Linked DNA regions of Mus musculus: region 1 is linked to region 2. A link is a contact called in public Hi-C data. All regions are on one chromosome and are shown on one strand. The core of a region is the stretch at or near the end of the contact, and the rest is flanking DNA. Distances in the headings are between cores, read along the strand shown. Region 1 overlaps Pard3b (par-3 family cell polarity regulator beta). Region 2 overlaps Pard3b (par-3 family cell polarity regulator beta).

Region 1 (4,306 bases), core at 1,116-3,615, 130 kb before region 2:
TTAATTCATAAAAATTCTCTGAATCCCCAGTATGACACAAATACCATGCAAGTCATTTTAAATGAAATGATTAACAACCATATAGGTAACTTAGAGTCTAGACTGCAGGTTTGAATCATAGTTCATAAAAGACTTATAATTTATATCATGACCAGTCTTTCCCTCTGTCTCCCTATCTCTAGCTCTGTCTGTCTGCTTATCTCTCTGTGATTGTCTGTCTACCCACATGTGTGTTTGAGTGTGTGTATGTGTGTATGTGTGTGTGTGAGTATGTACATGCATTTGGTCATAAACAAAAATCTCCCCCACCAGAATTATAATACATGATCTCTGATATATTCTATTTTATTCAAATAGTCTAGGAATGACAACAGTGTCCAATTAATTGATCCCATGATCATTTAAGAAGCCATGAGACTCAGTTTGAAAAATGAGCCTTTGGGGCTGATTTAGGTCCTTAACTTAACTGGTCCTGCTGTGGTACATGAATGAGCAAATCTCCAGAGTGAGAGGGTGGACCTCAAGAACAGTCTCATTATTAGACATACTCTAAAAGCTACTTTATATTTGTTCGTAAATTGCAGAGGGTGATTGCTAGATGCAGAAGTTTGCTTTGAGGCGGACTGCCCTCAGAGCAGACATAACGAAAGGCCAAGTACATAAGGGAGAACTTATAGGGATAAAAGCAAATCTATCTTAATTCCTGGTTAACCCACCCCCCACATCTTATACTTCACTTACCGATTTCTTCCTGTATAACTACTCAGAAATATCTCATTAAATGAAATTATGGTTCCTGTCTGCCCTTTTCACTGACATGGACTCCTTATTCACTTCTGAGTCTTTGGAGTCAAGTAAATTTTTGGTGTAAAGTTGCCACTGAATGGAAGCCCAAGGAATGAATGAATGAATGAATGAACGTAACTAAGCAACCAGACACCTTGAAATATGATCTCCAGTCCTAGGTCTAATATGCAAACAAAAGTAAAAACAAGGCTATCATTTTTCCTTAAATGATGCTAGAACATTAATAGATTTTCTTCTTATTTTGAAAATAAAATCTTGCAGAAAACTAGCAAAACCTTAGGAGATTCTAAATGGGAAAGGATTCAGATTTTTGGTGTGCATCAAGGGGGAAATACTGAATGCTGGAAACAAAGTGTTTGCTTTTTCCTGTTTGTCAGCTATGTGGTCTTAGGACTGCAGTTTTTAACTTCACATATCTGCATCTACATCTAGAAAAGAGAAAGTTTTCTTCTGTCTGAATTTGGGAAATGTCAAAAGCAGTCTAAACCCACACCTAAACCACAAACTCCTAGACACAATAGCGTCTCCCCCAAGTCACCAATTTAAGAACTATTTTAAAAGATTTTTTTCCCACTGCCATCCTTCACGTTCATCATGAGACCATGATTTCCTGGTCTGGAATGTGAGCCTCTGATTCCCTCATAACCACACACAGATATAGAACATTGATGCCTATGGGCTGCCTGACCATTTAAACTTGGAAATTACTGTAAAGGGAATTTTTCAGAAAACAGGAAGCTGGGTCTGCAACTGAATAGATGAAAGAGAAAGAACTAACTGGTAGATCTAAGGAACTAAATGAGATTTGCTATTCACAAACAATCTGGGACTCTGGCAATTACTGATGATAGGGGAGTATAACTGAAAAACGGAGATGTCTTCACATGGTTTGGGGGTATCCATTATTACAGGGTGAGCCAGAAGGTTCATTAGAGAAAAGACATCAGATCATGAAGGAAAATATCTTTCTCACGCAACATTTCCTACTGTTTCTCTGAGGGGGAAATTCCAAAGCGTAAATATGTTTATGTGCATATACATCACACATACACATAGACTGAAACATAGACACAGACACATACATATGAGGGGGGAGGGAGAGAGAGGGGGAAAGATAGAGAGAGAAGGGGAGAGCAGAGAGACAGAGGGGAGAGGGGGAAAGAGGGAAAGAGGGAGAGAGGGAGAGAGGGAAAAGAGAGGGGGAGGGAAGGGGAAGGGAAGAGAAGGAGGGGAAGAGAGAGAGGGACAGAGAGAGAGGCAGAGGGAGGGAGGGAGGGAGGGAGAGTGAAAGCGAGAGCGAGAGAGAGAAAATATGAATCTTTCATCGCTTTTGGAGAGTTTGGATGCTGTAGTTGTTGGGCACAATGTACGTTTTCATAGGCATTCATACATCACTCAGTATTCATTGGGCGAATAACCCGAATAACCAACAAAGGATTGAAGAACTGCAAGACGCATGTTTTGCACATGTGCTGCTCCAGTTTTGCTGCCTGAGTCAGGGAGCCAAGTGAGTCAGAGATGACACAGAGCAGCTAAATCATTTGAAAAGTGATTCACAGACTTTCCCTCAGTCTTGAAAGTCGGAAAGGGAATAATTCCTCAGTGACCTGTAGTCACCACATCATACCCTGTCCTTTAGGATCCTTCCCTAGAATGAATGGGAAGGGTGACATGTCAGCCTAGCTGTATAATTCAGTGGTACTAACTTCTGTATGTTTTCATAAACAAAATTAGCATTGTGATTTCAAGGCTCACAATGAAACAGTGTTGGATGAGAGACCTGGGAGAGCTGTAAAGTCACAGATGCTGATGTGTATCACAGCTTTATTCAAAAGTCACCATAGTCACTGGGGGGAATGGCAATTGCCTTAGCCATGGCATTGGCTGTGATACCCACGGCCATCACTTCAGGGTTTTCTCTGATTCCGTATCTTTCCTATGAATCCAAAAGGCAGGCTTTCTATAAATTTTCTTTTTCCCACCATAACATCAGAATAGTTGATATTAAATAAGAACCAAATGTTGTAAAACTTCAGAATGGTTATGACGCCAACGTTTTTTTTTTTTTTTTTTTTTTTTTTTAAAGAAATTACAAGATGGCCACGGTTGTGACCCAAGTGACTTATAGTTAGGAAGACGCCATGACCTACAAGTTCTGCACTGCTGTCAACTTGAAGGGCTGCAAACACCAGTTAGATGGATTTTCATATCTTTTACTCTAAACATCATCTTCTCCTTTTAATTTAGTACCCAAAGTTTATTTTAGGCCTTTTCAGTTCTGTTAAAACAAAACACATCCAACTGATTTTAAACAGCTTTGAGGACTGTTTAGGCAATCTGGAATTCATAGGAGTTTCTGCTATGGTCCCTCCTATATTACATAAAATGGTCATTTCTCCCATTGCAGTAGAAGAAAAGAATGTTATTATTGAGAAGTTGGAATTTTGGGTTTTCAGCATGATCCAACACAAACGGTTGTGGTTTGGGGGAACTTAACTTCTTCTAAACTCGACATCCTGAACTGGAATTAATTGCTCATTAGAGGCAGAAAGGGTTCTTTTTTCACTTGAGTGTAAGTGTAGCATAGAGGGTTTTTTTTTTTTTTTGACATATTATGGAAAAATAATGTGGTTCTGAGCTTTCATTTTTCTGCTTTTTTCTCTATTTAGGTTTGGGTTAGAGCCCGGAGATGGCTAACTTATTTGATTACAACATAAAAAGAATGATTTCGTTTAGACTTTTAAAGGGAACTGAAAAAATAATACCAAACGTGGGTTTTGGTTCAGTCCTGTTGGGTTCCAAAGCAAACTAGGAATGATGAAGAGTCGTTCAGCAGAGGAAGAGAAACAGTTTTGACAGTGTTTAAATATGAGTGCTTAAAGACAGGGGAAACAGGAAATCTTTCCCTTTCTCCCTGCCCCTTACATAAAAAGTATCTAAAGAGCTGCCAGGGGCTGGACTCTCCTTTTCATCTCTTTGCTCTGGGAGTTAGCCCACATTTGAAAATCAGCTTGGTCAATGATTGTGTGGTGATGGAGCAAAGTCTTAGTTTAATCATTTATACAATAGCGTTAAAGATGTCTACATCACAGCATCTTTGTTTGAGATATGCTGTACAAAACTAGGTTGAGTAGGCATTGAATAAACGATGTCATTGTTATCAATAATCTGGTATTGTTTAATTCATTAAGCAATAATCTGTATGTATCTCTTTGGTTTGCACCCTCACTCTTTGGTCGGCCTGCAGTTGATATTTCTTTGCTTTGGGGTTTTTGCAGAGCTGAAAGCAGAAGCTACTTGAAGTCAACTTTCTGCTGGCCTTTGATTTTTGCATAAGCTCGTTAAAGAGATTAGGGGTGCCCTAGGGTCAAAGATGAAAGGCATAGTCCTTAGGAAGAAAAGTATATGTGTGGGAGAGAGGAAAATAGATATTGACCTTTGGAGCAATGGAATTTGCCAAAATACTGCTTACTAACCAAGCTGACAGTCGCCTCCTGAA
Region 2 (3,883 bases), core at 887-3,386:
ATGATTATTCCTGGGCTGTTCCTGGGAAAAGCAAAATTAATCTACAGCCTTCTGGGCCAACCCTAAAGGTCCTCAGCAAATGTGGGGGGTGGGAAGGAGCCAGTGTGGACTTACACAAGCCATGACCCGGTGTCTTTTGTTCCTCAGACACTTTGACACTTGGTACTCAGAACACGGCCCTTCAAGGAAATTTCTACTTCAGGCCATCTGTAATTAGCAGATCTGTTTTGCATAACTAGATTTTGAGTAGTAAGAATTGAAGAAAGGCAACGCTTAACAGAAGTTGTCATTTTGAAAATTTAATTTTGAGTCTTCTGTATATGATATGCCATAGGCAAATGCACATCCAGACATAATTTTTAAATAAGAGGATTGAAGTAGATTGGCATTTCACTCTAATATCTGCTAACTTGTATCATCATAGGGTTCCAGGATGTTGCCATTTTTTCCTATGTTAATTATTAGGATCATGCACTGTAGGTAAAGAATTAAGCCAATGTTATGAAGGGATTTGGGATAATATAGAAACCACTTACTGAGTTATATGATAAAGTAGCAATATAAGACAGTTGCTGTTGTTTTCTCTTTGCCGTATGCCTATTAAAATCAAACCCTAACTCTAGGATCCTCAGTCACCATGAGCTCTGGTTGTTTCTGAACTCAGCCCTTCAGACTCAGCGCACTGCACGTGCAGAGATCTCACTTAATAATGTTTTTCAAATGCTCAGGTTCAGTGGAGGCCAAGCCCATGAAGCCGAGGGAGGGGGACCTGTATGCCTGTCAGTATAAATCACAGCCATGTGTTTGACTGCATCCAACATTTTTGGGGGTGGCAGGATTTTGAAGCAAAACCAGAGGTGTTTTAATGGATTTGTAGTGAACTTGCTGAATTGCGGAGCCTTCGTGAACAACCATTGCTCATATGCTTCAAATTCACTACAATTTTTCAATCAGAGTCTACGAGAATCAGTACTTGGCCCTTTCACACTCCCTTCTTAGTTGTTGTCCTACCCCTCCCACCCCGCCCCTGCCCCCTCAGATGTATTTTTGTAGCATCTGTTTCAAGACCTTGAAGGTTTCCCATGGTAATGCAGGACTGGAGCCCAGCAATATGAGGACTTCTTTTGTGAAACAGCAACAAACAAAGGAACATTTCTTTCTTATTCTTCTATTTAGGGAGGCAGCTGACGATAGGTACCCAGGTACCAGTACCTAGGTATCCAGTCAGTTCAAATCTCTTGGTTTGAATCACGACCCTAGGACCAGTGGCTTACATAGGCAGGGGGATATACTATGGTGGAAGGATATAATGGGTGTCAGAGGATTTGAACTTTCTGTCCTGGGGTATTGGGAGATCTGCTAATCCTGAGTGTGCTTGTGTTCTTCCTCCCTAATGTCTGGCTCATACTGAAGGATTCGGATGTCTGCCAGCAGATGTGAACAGTTTTCAGGAGGGAGGAGTAGGGTGGCGATTTCTGGGCATATTTTAACTTCAAAATTAGATGACAGCATTGTGATGCCTGGCCTTAATACAAAACCTGAGAAAAAGAACCCCAATTCTGTGGACTCTTAATGTCCTCTGTGAAAGATGAGGTAGGAAGCCATTGGACAGCTGGAGTTGGCAGAGGTGATAACTCCTCCCTAGCACCCAGGGCTTGTCCAGTTGGAGGTACAATATCTCACGCCTGTGCACACAGCCCTCGAGAATCCCTTTCAGTTCTTTGTGACTCTATTTCCCCTGCCCATTGCTGGTCCTCGCTTCTCGGCTCTTCTTTTGACCTAGGTCCTAATCATGGCAATTATACCCTATGGTTAATATTGTCCAGGCTTCTGTGATCACAAAAAGCTCACTGGAAAATGACCCTAGTGCCTTACCCAACTTTAAGTCAGAATTTCTAAAGTCGGAGTGCTGAATGGGAATCTATGTGTTCCCAGAAGGCTCAGGAGAAACACAGGTTTGCAGGTGATTATAGACGCACGGTGTAAGTGGACTGGCCACTCTGCATTCTGTAAACTCCTCTTGGTAAAACATTTTTTAACCAACATTTTAACAGAAGCTTGGTTTTTCTATGGCCTCATAGAAGAGAGCTGTATTTTTTTCTTGTTACCCAGGCCTTTCATAGGACAAGGCATCAGGTTAGCGTTCCGTCAATGACTGTCCGCACTCTTGGTAGACTGGGGAGTATTTGGTCATGAAGGTTTTTCCAGCATTTTTTTTCTTTTAGTTTTCTATTTAAAGAGATTGTTTTCCAGTTTCATTAGAAACCGAAACAAAACAACAAGATAAGGAAAACAAACAGAGCCCCCACCCCACCCCCTTTGCATTCTTTTAAAAGTTTTCCACTTTTAGGAGCCATGTCCTTGGCTCGTGTAGATTGGTAGGCTTGGCCTGCCACCCCCCCCACCCCACCCCCCCGCCCCCAGGCCCTTCTCTATTCCTCCTCTCTTAGATCCAGTCTCTGCTTTATTTTCTGCTGCCTTGGAACTGCCCAGGGCGATTTTCCTTATAATTCTATGCTTTCATGTACCTTTCCCTGATTTCATTTACAGATTTCCCCCCCACCCCCCGCACCCAGTTTTAGGCCAGTTTCTAACTGTATGCCCATAGCCCCTCTCTCCACTGGGCAGCAGTACCTCATGTTGGCAGTGACTGCTACTAGTGGTTTGCCTGGATCCCTTCCCCCCTCCTCCGACCTCATCACTGCCCAGATATTTCCTGTCCTTTCTTGGGTGTCGCCCCACCAAAGCTTGGAAGGGACATCAACACTTGCCTCTTCTATTTCTTAGCTCCCGAGTACTCATCTACCCATTACTTAGTGGGTGAGGTTGGGCCACGGCTGTGGCCTCTGCCTGCTTTGATCTGCAGCTGTCTCCGATTATCTGGTGGCCTTCTACATTACTCAGTTCTCCAACCGTGGTTTCTCATCTTGAAGTAGAGATAATTATAGAAAATGTATCAAAGGGCTATGGAAAGTTAAATGAGATAATAGATGCTAACATTCTTGGGAAAGTGCCCAACCCACAGAGAGTAGTCCAGGAGCCGTTATTCCAAATGTCTGGTTTCATTTTGTGAACGTTCCTAACATAGTGAGGTCAAGAGTGACTGTTGTCCTCCATTTCTATCTGACTCCCTGTGAAAGTGACACATAGCACAGTGTATAATCAATATCCTAAATTACAAACGTGGGAGTTCTTTCTCTCTCAGTTCCTTACTGTTGCCAGGGACTTCTGGCCCCTCACTCTTCTCTCATCCCTGCTCCAGGCCTCTATCCTAGTTTGGTCCTTCTTTATTCCAAGCAGTTGTAACTTGGTGCTCATGCACATGACACCTTGCTGACATGGTCTTCTGACTTCCTATTGCATCTAGAAACAAGTGCGTGTGCTCCAGACTCTGGCCTCTAAGGCTCCGCCCATGGGCCCCCAACCCAGTTTTTCAGTCCCACTTCCTGACACTCTCCTAAGAAGGGAGTGAATGAACAAGGTTCTTGTCTTCATGGTTCTTGGAATCCGGACACTTTTCTAAATTATCCACATTCTTTACGCCTTGTTTCACATGATTTTCACACTGTGCATAAAGGAATACTTTTAATGCACATGTGCAAACAGTTCTTTGTGGGGAAGACCACAGTCCAGGAGAGTAGAGTATCCATTATTTTCACCATCACAAAACAACTTGGAGCATTCTGTATGGCTGTGGAAAAGCATCTCTAGCCACATTATGGGGTTACCTATGTCAACATTTACTACTTATGCCTAATTAGCATAACAGGCCATTAAAATTGTATGTGACATTGAATTTATCACATTGATAAATATCTGAATATTGAAGAAAACTGTTAATCACCTGTGCTCCATCATTTTATGTTCATGCATAATGGACTGT

Evidence for each region. Hi-C and Micro-C count contacts between places; a contact is called where the count stands out from the background.
Region 1: a Hi-C map of myocytes shows a contact between it and region 2, with 2.0 times the contacts expected there. The contact joins two enhancer-like sites. A contact is called at or near these places in 4 of 484 Hi-C or Micro-C datasets (the C2C12 cell line, the N1E-115 cell line, liver and 1 more) and 1 of 115 datasets of contacts at active chromatin or transcription factors (trophoblast stem cells).

The regions. Positions count from the first base shown.
Region 1 is chr1:62,549,715-62,554,020 of GRCm38.p6, reverse strand. All of the region lies in intron 21 of Pard3b (par-3 family cell polarity regulator beta), which reads right to left. Among named protein-coding and RNA genes, the nearest start is that of Gm34881, 26 kb to the right of the region's middle. Within about 2 kb of position 2,365, at least 56 of the 459 cell types and tissues checked have an H3K27ac peak or open chromatin away from gene starts, as enhancers often do. A contact at or near this core is called in myocytes, where this site is marked.
Region 2 is chr1:62,415,989-62,419,871 of GRCm38.p6, reverse strand. All of the region lies in intron 18 of Pard3b (par-3 family cell polarity regulator beta), which reads right to left. Among named protein-coding and RNA genes, the nearest start is that of Gm34881, 110 kb to the left of the region's middle. Within about 2 kb of position 2,136, at least 9 of the 459 cell types and tissues checked have an H3K27ac peak or open chromatin away from gene starts, as enhancers often do. A contact at or near this core is called in myocytes, where this site is marked.